2 separate regions of the Mus musculus genome follow, and region 1 is linked to region 2. A link is a contact called in public Hi-C data. All regions are on one chromosome and are shown on one strand. The core of a region is the stretch at or near the end of the contact, and the rest is flanking DNA. Distances in the headings are between cores, read along the strand shown.

Region 1 (5,141 bases), core at 1,686-4,185, 150 kb after region 2:
GCTGACCCTATCCCTGCTACTGTCCCTGCAGCCTCTGCTTCTCTTGCCCACTATGCATCCCGTAGCCCCAGCCCCACTCTAAGGCTCTAGCCCTTCCCTCTCTCCTTTCTTCCTTGGTGGGTGAGCTTGCCGGGCCCTGAGTCAGTTCTGAGGACGTAGAGGGTCCAACTAGGATGTGGAAGGAAAGGAAGTAGAAAGTGAAGATCCCAGGAGAAGCAAGGGGCTTATTGTTTTATTCTGAGGATGGGGAAGAGTTCAGGAGCCTCCTGGAAGCCTGAAAGTGGAGGGGTTGGAGTGAATGACATTTCAGGGGTCAGAAGGAAGACTTCCTAGTTCCTGATCGTGTTAGTGAACTGTGGGGAGAGAAGGGCCGTGTAGGCACACTTCAAACATACATAGTGCACACTTCCATATACTGCACAACACATACTTGTGTCTTAGTTAGGGTTTCTAGTGCTGGTACAAAACACCATGACTAAAAAGCAAGTTGGGGAGGAAAGAGTTTATTCAGCTTACACTTCCACATAGCTGCTCATCACCAAAGGAAGTCAGGACAGGAACTCAAACAGGGCAGGAAACTTGAGGCAGGAGCTGATGCACAGGCCATGGAGGGATGTTTCTTACTGGCTTGCTTCCATGGCTTGCTCAGCTTGCTTTCTTATACAACCCAGGACCACCAGCCCAGGGATGGCCCCACCCACAATGGGCTGGGCCCTACCCAACTGATCACTAACTGAGAAAATGCCTTTCGGCTGGATCTCATGGATCCATTTCCTCAACTGAGGCTTTTTCCTCTCTGATGACTCTAGCTTGTGTCAAGTTAGCACACAAAACCTACAATGTTTGTAGCCCACATACCCCACAGATACTCATACGCATGTTCACACTGCACCCTGAAGCTGCAGGGACAGCTACTGTGTGCCCGTGGCCCAAGCCAGTGCAGGCTGGGATGGCTGGTATTCCAACACTCCAGAGGAGGGCATACATACATACATGGCTGGCCAGAGAAACAGGATGGAGTCGCCACCCAAGGGATGTGATCCAGGCTGCTGCTGGGGTGTATAGCTCCCTCAGGGTGTGACAGGCAAAGAGACAAGACTCCAACTGAAGGCAGAGTCTGTTAGGCCAGGTAAAGACTTGTGATGACCATGAGCTGAGCTGGAGGCAGGGAGCCAGGGAGGTGACTGGTGTGAACCCAGCCTAACCATATTGGAGTATCACCCAGCTTTGGCCTAGTGTGGATAGAGAGGTGTGTGATATTCTCATTAGTAAGCTATTTTTTTCCCTGGGCTTAAGGATGAAACCAACAATTCTATTAAAATTAATAGGAATGGCGAGAGCCTCTTGCTTATGTGACTTCACTTGCCTGTTGAAAAATAGACCATACACCCATGGGGAAAGCACCTTGGTGCTTGCTGGGCTCTGTCCTCAACAGCCCTCCGGCCTTCAGGGCTTCGGGAGCCGACAGATCCCACCTGTCCCCCGAAGTGCACTTCCACGAGGGCTGCAGGCGTTTGCTTCATGAACTTTGCCTTTGTCCCCTTTAAGGTCCGAGGAGCAGCCAGCACAGCCTCAGCAGCCACCAAAGGGACAGAGCCAGGCCAGCAATGGCACAGGCACAGGTAGGCCCCCCTGGGAAGGGGTGGTTCTCTCCCTAGCCAGGGCTCTCCCATATGGGACTCTCCTGCCACCAAAACTGGGTCAGTGCCCTCACTGTGGCTTAAGTCACCCCGAAGGTGATCTCATTTCCGTGCACAGACATGACGTGTTGTCTAGTTTGGCCAGGCCTCCTGAGAGGCACCAAAAGGCACACACTGGCTTTGCTACGTTCACTCACTGACCTGTTCCCCATGACTAGTCATCCCATGTGGGCACGTCCCCTTGCTCCCTGCCTTAGCGCTCACATCCATCTTGTGACATACTTCAGCTTCTAGAGTTGCCCTTTAGAGGAGAAGGGAGCTCTGTCCTCTGTGTACTTCTTGCAGGTCCTGGCTGCACCCTGACAGACAGTGTCCGTCCAGCATACTGACCATTCACAAGACTCTCCCTCCCTATGCCAGGAAGCTTGGCATAAGCTATGGCTTAGGTCATTGGCTCTGGGCTGCCAGCATCAGGAAGAGGCCCAGAAGAGGAGGCCATTCCTAAGGTTCTCCCAGGTCCAGCCTCACTCCACCCACTGGCAGCCAGCCCCAGTGCAGGTCTGGCAGCTGCATCCCCTGGGAGGTGGCCTCCTCGGGCCATCCGGAGGATCCCTGGCCAGTTCCCAGGCTTAGATGGAGAGCCCTTAGCTTGTGAATCTTGATTACCAGGCCAGGAGCAGCACAGAAGACCCCAAGACCCTTAGTGCTTGGTGGCAGTGAGGCTTGAGAACTCGGGTCACCCAGCTCCTTGCTCCTTCACAGGGGCTGGGGACCCTTTGTCTTCTCATTAAGGTCAGGCCTTTTTAAAAAATTTTATTTATTTATTTATTTTTGATTTCTCGAGACAGGGTTTCTCTGTGTAGTCCTGGCTGTCCTGAAACTCACTTTGTAGACCAGGCTGGCCTTGAACTCAGAAATGTGCCTGCCCCTGCCTCCCAAGTGCTGGGATTAAAGGCGTGCACTACCACTGCCCGGCCTATTTTTTTCTCTTTTAAAAAAAGATCTATTTTTATTTTATACGTACGAGTGTTTTGCCGTCATGTGTGTCTGTACCATATAAGTATCTGGTGCCCATGGAGGCTGGAAGAAGGGGCATAGAATCTCTCGGAACTGGAGTTACAGATGTTTGTAAGCTACCATGTGGGTGCTGGGAATCGAACAAGTGTCCTCTGAAAGATTAGCTGGCACTTCTAGCCACTGAGCCATCTCTCCACCCACAAACCTTACTTTGATTGCGTGGTCTCCAGGTGTGGTGGGCTGTGTGGGACTGTGTGCCTTCTCCACACTGTGGCCCTCGATCACCCTCCAAGACAGGAAGGATGTGGTAGAGGAGAGGGACCACACCCTGGCTCTGCCACATCCTAGATAAATGAAGGAATCTGGTTATCAGGCAGACACCTGCCTCAGTCTATCCCTGGACCTCAGCTGTACCCCTTGGAGCATGAAGCACTGCTTTAGGCCTTTTCCTTCCTAAGAAGCTAGCTCTACGTGTGGCAGAAAACATCCCCCACCCTGGAAGTCAAGCAGGGGCCTTAGGACTTCAGGACCGACTGAAGACCTGCTTCCTACAGGCAGATGGCCATGTTCCCTGGATCCGGCTGGGGTCCACAACCCATAGATAGACCCTGTCAGGTTTTCTTTTTTACATTTTGATTTCATGAGGCAAGGTCTCTCTGTGTAGCCCAGGCTGATCCTCCTGCATCAGGCTCCCTGACCAGTGTTGGGACTTCTGATGTCCCGCATCATGCCCAGCCTGGACTTACACTTTTAAATAGCGTTTTATATATTTAAATGCTTGGGGAAAAAAACACAAGGAAGGTGATTTTCCAGTAACTGAACCGTGTGTCCAGTGTCCATAAATAATCCAATGGAGACACAGGCTGGCCAGTCTTTTGCCTGGCCTTTAGACGGCCTTTGGCTCCCATACAAGCTTCTGTGCCTACCTGGATCCACCTGCAAACCTTGGTGATGGTAATAAAGCCAGATAGGCCTGCAGGCTGTCTGGGTAGCCCCAGAAGACACATATCTCAGCCCACCTACCTTCTCCCCCTACCCCGTAGCCTCCACTCTAGTGACCCATGTCCCTCAACTTTGTTTACATTGACTATTGTCCACTCTCTCTGACTCCACAGCACACCTGGTGTGTTTTCTTTAAGTTTTAATTAATACATGATATCTGTGTTTATGGCACCCCAGGTGTCTGGTGGTGTTTGAGTGCTGCCTGCCAGTCCCAGGCTTTTAAATTATGGTGGAGCAGTGCCCCCTGCAGGCAACTCCACATCTTGTTTTCTTTAGGGTGCAGTCTGGGGGCACTGCCAGGCAGCCTCAGCCCTGGCCTTCTCTTGGGTTGTGAGACACAGCCGATCTCTGTGAGCTCACCTTGGCCAGCAGCTTGGTCTCTGGGCCTTGTAGCCCACTGTGCCCTACACACACTGGCTGGACCCCAGGACCTGGCATGGTGAACTCCCTCAGCCTCTTCCCATGGTCAGACACGGCCTGGACATAAGCCCAAGGTTGCTGGGAATTTGAGGTCTGGAGATTGCTGCGGTCAAGTGTGAGGCTGGAGACATCATGCTTTGGAGGGTCTCTGTGGCTGGGTGGCTATGGCCTGCATCTTTTGGTTTGAACCTAGTGTCTTCAGGGAGCTAAGGCCTTCCTTCACAGGCTCCTCTGGCTGGGCCCTTCACACCTCGCTCCGGAGTGTAGCCTTCACTCCTATAAACCTTTCCCTTATCCCCACCCAGACTGACATTTTCTGTGAGGCCCCATGCCTGCCCTACCTCTCCATCCCACCTCAGGAGGGGCTGTGTAGACCCTGCAGCACCCCTCTCTGATGTCTGCTCCTCCCCACAGAGCGCCGCAGCCAGGGCTTGGCCTCCCGTGTACAGAAGTGGTTCTATGAGAGGTTTGGGGAATACATCGAGGACTTCCGCTTCCAACCAGAGGAGAACACAGTAGAGACGGAGGAGCCCCTCAGCGCCCGCAGGTAGGGGCGCCTCACCGAGACCAAGGGTCTTCATGCTAGGACCAGGGCCCCGCACTAAGCATCAGTGGGCCAGTCAGTCTTGATATCCTGTGGAAGGGGCTGCCACAAGCTCCTAAAGACCCCCTGTGCCTATGTTTCTGGGCCACCTCCTCGGAGGGGCTCGTGGGAAAGTAGAATCATGTCCCATCCATGTTGACTGACTTGTGCTTTGTGACAAAAGTCACGTGAGGGTTGTGTGTGCCCGGTGTCCATCGTGGGGGTTGGATCACTTGACGGTTCATGGACCGGGTCCGTAGACAGAGGCTCCCCATAAGCAGACGTTCTCATGGGCCCCAGGGGTTCTAGAGAGCCAGACCATCAAGGTGCCTCCTGAGCTGCAAGGGTACCCAAGGGCACTCAGTACTGTGCTCTGGTCACTGTGCATTGTCTCCAGGCTCCTGAGGGTCCCAGGCACTTGGATGTCCTCCTTGCTGCCCTCATACTAGTTAGTAGTGGTGTTTTCTCAGAGTGGCATG
Region 2 (5,175 bases), core at 1,223-3,722:
CTAGCCCAGCATCAGAGAAGCACAGTGCCCAGACCCTTGCGAGTTCATAGTGGGCAAGGTGTGCCCCTGGAAGGGAAGGGCAGGCAAAGTTTTGTCAACTTAAGTTTCTAACTAAATAAAAAAGACAAATCCTTTCTCTTTTCATAAAGACTTGAAGGCTTGAAACTAGAAAAACTAGAATTTCCAAAGGCCCCAACCAATGGTAAAGAGCTCAGACCCAACGCATAAAAGACACAAAAGTTTGGAAACTGGCAAATTCGGGCAGAGCTGAGAACCAGCAGGACGGGTGGTGAACACAGCAAGGGAGGGGGTGGGGGACTGGGGGTGGCATTGGGAACTGAGGATAGATCAACCAAAGTCAGGTCATAAACACACAGATCCCTAGAGTGGCCCGCCGGAAGCCTCATCCGAGCTCGGGCCCAGGAAGGAACCTTGCGTCCTAGCACAGAAGCCACTGTGCAACGCCATGCAGAGGCCCCACCACCACAGGAAGGGCTGTGATGGGAGAGTGGCACTCTGGGGCACTGAAAGGCGGGTGCCAGTGAGAAGTCACGGAGCGCTACGCTAAGCAGACCGACCCATCCTTCCAGGTTTCCACCCACCCACTCGTCCCTTTTCCTACCCAATCACCACTCATACTCTTCCATCCGTTGATCTATCCTTCCGTGAATCCACGAGCCCACCATCCACCTTCCTCTATCCACTGGTCTGTCTGTCCCTTCACCCATCTATTCATCTCCCATCCACCTATCCATCATCCCTCCAGATGAACTTCTTTATCCATCCGCCCGCCTATCATTTGCCTGCTTATTCAATGAATTGCCCATCATGGGACACTTTAAGAAACTGGAGCTATAAGAATGAGCAAAACCATGCTACCTGCAGCTGCAAAGTCTCTTAAACAGGCCAAATGTTTGGGAAAACAAAAAAGATGAACTGAGTCTTAAAGCAGATCCAAGGGCGATGAGGAAGCTAGAGGCAGTGAGAGGTGAGGCAGAGAGAGGGTTGCGGCCAGCTGCAGCGCTCAGACAGAGCAGACCCTTTAACCCACATGGATCGTGACATGAGGTTGCCTTTGGACCCGGGATCTCTTTCAAGCCCAAAGATTCTGAACAGACCTGAGGAAGAACCTCCAGCCTCAGGTATACCCACAAGTAAACCCAAGTAGAGAAGTGAGAGACAGCATCCTGCAGGCTGGCTTTGCAGAGGAGACCTCAGAGACCAGCAGACTGACAGGGCTAGCCACTGATGCTTGCTTTCTGGCTGTTCCAGGGGCCACACTGAGGGCTGAAAATGCTGAAAGCACCATGAGAGCAGTCGTATCACAGACCAGTCTGTGCCATCACCAGACAAGCTCTCTTCTAGGCAGGCTTCAGTGTGCTGAAGGCCCAGAGGAGGTGGGAACTTGTGTCAGTTCACACAGCTGCAAGGGTAACCCACGCCGGCATCAGCGGTGTCCGTATGGAGTCCGCAGGGATGGGTCTAGAGTATGTAAATATCTAGGATCGGCACCATAAGAAGGTGTCAGGAGATGATGGCTCAGGCCTCAAAACTTCTATCAAACTGGCAAAGCACCACTGCCCAGGACAGAGGTTTACTATCCAAACACCAGCCAATGGCTTTTGCTTTGCAGATTATATATTTATCCCAGAAGCAGGGAGACCAGTCACTCCTGGCTGGGGAGCCATCTCAAGTACCCAGAGGGTGGGTGAGGGAATAGAACTCCTTTGGCATAGGTCCTAGAATGCTGCTGTCACTCCAGGCCCTGACTCCGCCCCTCCAGGCAACTGTCACTCCAGCCCTTCCTTCCCTCCCTCCCTCCCTCCCTCCCTCCTTCCTCACTCCAGGCAGACTGCCAGGTTCTAGTCTGTCCTCCCTTCCCCCTTGGGAGTTTCCAGCTTTGTTTGACTTTCTCACCTCCTGGGGGACTGAAGAACCACAAGCTCAGGTGGCCCAGCCCCTCCCCGCTGGCCAAACTACCCAGATCTCAACAGAGGACCCAGACACCTGCTGCCCCTCGCCAAGGCTCCTAGGAGAAGGGGCAGCCAGTGGGAGAGGAAGCCCTGAGGCCAGGAGGGGCCACAGTGCTGGGGCTTGTCCAGGGTCTGTCTTTTTCTGATGACTTCATTGTCTTTGAAGCAAATTCTTAGAACTCCAGTCACACCCATTTTTTAAATATATATATATATATATATATATATATATATATATAAAATGCATTCCAGCGGTAAAGAATCAGCTCTCCACCCACCCGCAAGGTTCCCTACCTGGAGAAGCCACCTGCCTGTCTGAGGGTGGGGGCCTGCAGAGCCCGAGGGGGGAGAGGGGGTGTCACCCCGAGCCTCAGTGTTCTGAGCAGCTTCCAAAAGGGTCCTGTACTGCAATGACATTTGGAACACACCCCCTAGAATACAGCCACCTCCATGGCCTTGAAGCCACTGGGCAGAGGAGACCAGAAGATAACGAACCCCCTGTGGTACAGGAAGGGCTGCCAGAGGACACACCCACATCCCGATCCCCAGAGCTGTGTCTCTTTTCAGCCAGTGAGAGGAGCTCAGAGTGAAGACCCAGAGACTGGAAAACTATGGCACAGGGACAGACAGACAGACGGCCAGACGGCCCAAGTGACAGCATGCAGTGTGCTTTTTGTAGATTTAAACGAACTTTTTAACACAGTGGTTCTCAACCTGTGGGTTGCACAACCCCTTCAGGATTGCGTTATCAGACAGATATCCTGCCTATCGGATATTTACGTTATGATTCATAACAGTAGCAAAATTACAGTTATGAAGGAGCAATGAAATAACTTTATGGTTGGGGGGGGGGGTCACCGTGACATGAGGAACTGTATTAAAGGGCTACAGCATTAAGGACCACTGTTTTAACACAATTTCTTTTTTTTCTTTTCTTTTCTTTTTTTTTTTTTTTTTTCCGAGACAGGGTTTTTCTGTGTAGCCCTGGCTGTCCTGGAACTCACTTTGTAGACCAAGTTGGCCTCGAACTCAGAAATCCGCCTGCCTCTGCCTCCCGAGTGCTGGGATTAAAGGCGTGCACCACCACGCCTGGCTTTAACACAATTTCTGATTTGAAAAAAAAATATGCATGTGTGCATGATATATATATATATCAGTTGAAAAGTTCACGAAGTTGGTTCCTTCCTTTACATAGTTCTGGAGATTAAACTCAAACTGCCAGGCCTGTGTAAGTCCCTTTGCCTCCCTGAGCCATCTCACTGGCCCTTTAACACGGTATTTAGCAGTTGGTATGGGGACAGAAGGAAAGGAGAAGGGAGGGAATGGGAGAGAATGAAAGGGATGGACAGACAGAAACAGAGACAGGAGGGAAGGAGGAGGCAAGGAAGGGAGACCTCAAGACTGGGAGGCCTTTATCCTGTGGGGTGGGGTCTGGCTGGAAGTCTGAATCACATAGAGCAGGCACAGCAGCCAACTGGGAACTCTAAGGCCTTCACAGACAGAAAGAACTACCCAGGACATGGACACACACGCACTGAAGTATCAGTCTTCAAAAGTCTGTCCTCAGCCCGAGCAGGGATACTGGAGACTTCCCTCAGCATGGGAGCCCTCTCCACACAGTGGTGTGCTGAGGAAATCCTCCTCTGAATAGGTCTTGTGCTAACTTCTTGCTTGGAATCAATGCCTTCATAGCTCTTGCTCTGGCCCCTATGGTCCCAGGCAAGACAGAGGGGCTTTGTCTGATGCTATGGGGAAGATGGATGGGGCGGAGACTAGCAAACGGTTGCCTTCCCTAAAGTCCTCTGGGGTCACCACTCAGGTCAGAGGCTCAATTTCTCTATGGAAGCTTGAAGGTCAGGGCTCCACAGTGGCATTAAACAGGGGGAACAGCCAAGCCCTGGCCACACGCTGAAGTCACGGGGTCTGGTAGCTCTCTTATGCCCTCAGCAAATTTCTACTGACAACCTAGTGGGTGCCAGAGGTAGCAATCACAAAATTATGGATCCAAAGATTATACCCCACACCCGAGAGCTGGGGCTTTATACACTCTGCAGAATGAGGTTCATGACACAGAGAGAGAGAGAGAGAGAGAGAGAGAGAGAGAGAGATCACCCTGGGTTACTGGGAGAAGAGACAAAGCCATCATAGCATTCTGTAGGAAACGGATGGGGAGGATGGAATGTGGGATGCAAGGATGGAGGTTGCAAAGGGCAACACAGGTAGCTGCTGAGGCTGAGGGGAAAGCAGGCTCTCCACCGAGGCCTCCAAGAGGAGGCAGACTTGCCCAAATCCTTCAGTTTAGAGCCCAAGGCCCTCCCCATCCCCAAGTGAGCCCAGCTGTGATGACCTGCAGCCCTCCAGCCCAGACAGTGTATAAAACAGAGATGCCCACAAGTCAGGTGAGGGAAGCTAGGCCCCATCTCACCCATGGCTGAGACACCCAATACAGGACTGACCAGACAGCCAGTCATGTCCCTACTACTAACTCCGCTTTTCTTACTCACTCTTCTTTGGCCATCTGCAAGCTGACTGATAAGGCTCAGGTTGCTCTTGCTTCTGGCTCAGACCCCTGTGTACAACCATGCTCAGGAAACTGCCTCTTAGCAAGAGCACACCTGCCCCAGGCAGGAACTAGACCCACGCACATATGCGCACACATATGTGAGCACACACACACACACACACACACACACACACACACACACGGGCAAGAAGCAAAAGGAATCATGGGGCAGAGTAAGTTGTTCCCTGAAGTGACGGTCTAGAACTGCCTAAGTCTGGCACCGGTGAGTAGGACTTATTTAGGCATAGGCTCTTGCAGGTATAGGGGAGCTCAGAGGAGGACATGTTGGATTCGGGATGATTACTCCAATGGCTGATGTCTGTGTAAGAGAGAATTTAGACCAGGCCACAGGAAGCATGCACTGTGGAGAGGTATAGGCAGTAGCCATGCAGCATAGGTCAAGTGGCTAACAAGTCCTGAAGAGACAGGAAGCACCCCCCCCACCCCCACTTTGGGCATACCTCGACCATGGCCTTCGGGGCCTTCAGAAACATAAAGGGACATGGCTCAAGCATCTTACCTCACCGGTGGCAGTACAGGCTATGTAGATCCCTTATACAAACCCAGATCCCTCATTCCATACCCACACAGACAAGTATGGCGGCATAAGCCTGAAATCCCAGCACTCGGGAGACTGAG

What was found. A called contact is a pair of places that touch in the nucleus more often than the background predicts.
Region 1: a Hi-C map of the G1E-ER4 cell line shows a contact between it and region 2, with 3 times the contacts expected there. The contact joins two enhancer-like sites. A contact is called at or near these places in 1 of 15 datasets of contacts at CTCF or cohesin (large pre-B cells), 6 of 484 Hi-C or Micro-C datasets (CD8 T cells, the G1E-ER4 cell line, Th1 cells and 2 more), 2 of 115 datasets of contacts at active chromatin or transcription factors (acute myeloid leukemia and pancreatic cancer cells) and 3 of 9 other capture datasets (adipose tissue, liver and pancreatic islet).

What each region holds. Positions count from the first base shown.
Region 1 is chr15:86,120,631-86,125,771 of GRCm38.p6, forward strand. Gramd4 (GRAM domain containing 4) reads left to right here. Exons shown (of 19, transcript NM_001379572.1): 5 at 1,549-1,622; 6 at 4,494-4,626. Among named protein-coding and RNA genes, the nearest start is that of Gm15722, 32 kb to the left of the region's middle. Within about 2 kb of position 2,936, at least 49 of the 459 cell types and tissues checked have an H3K27ac peak or open chromatin away from gene starts, as enhancers often do. A contact at or near this core is called in the G1E-ER4 cell line, where this site is marked.
Region 2 is chr15:85,968,054-85,973,228 of GRCm38.p6, forward strand. The region is part of intron 2 of Celsr1 (cadherin, EGF LAG seven-pass G-type receptor 1); the gene reads right to left. Among named protein-coding and RNA genes, the nearest start is that of Celsr1, 63 kb to the right of the region's middle. Within about 2 kb of position 2,473, at least 106 of the 459 cell types and tissues checked have an H3K27ac peak or open chromatin away from gene starts, as enhancers often do. A contact at or near this core is called in the G1E-ER4 cell line, where this site is marked.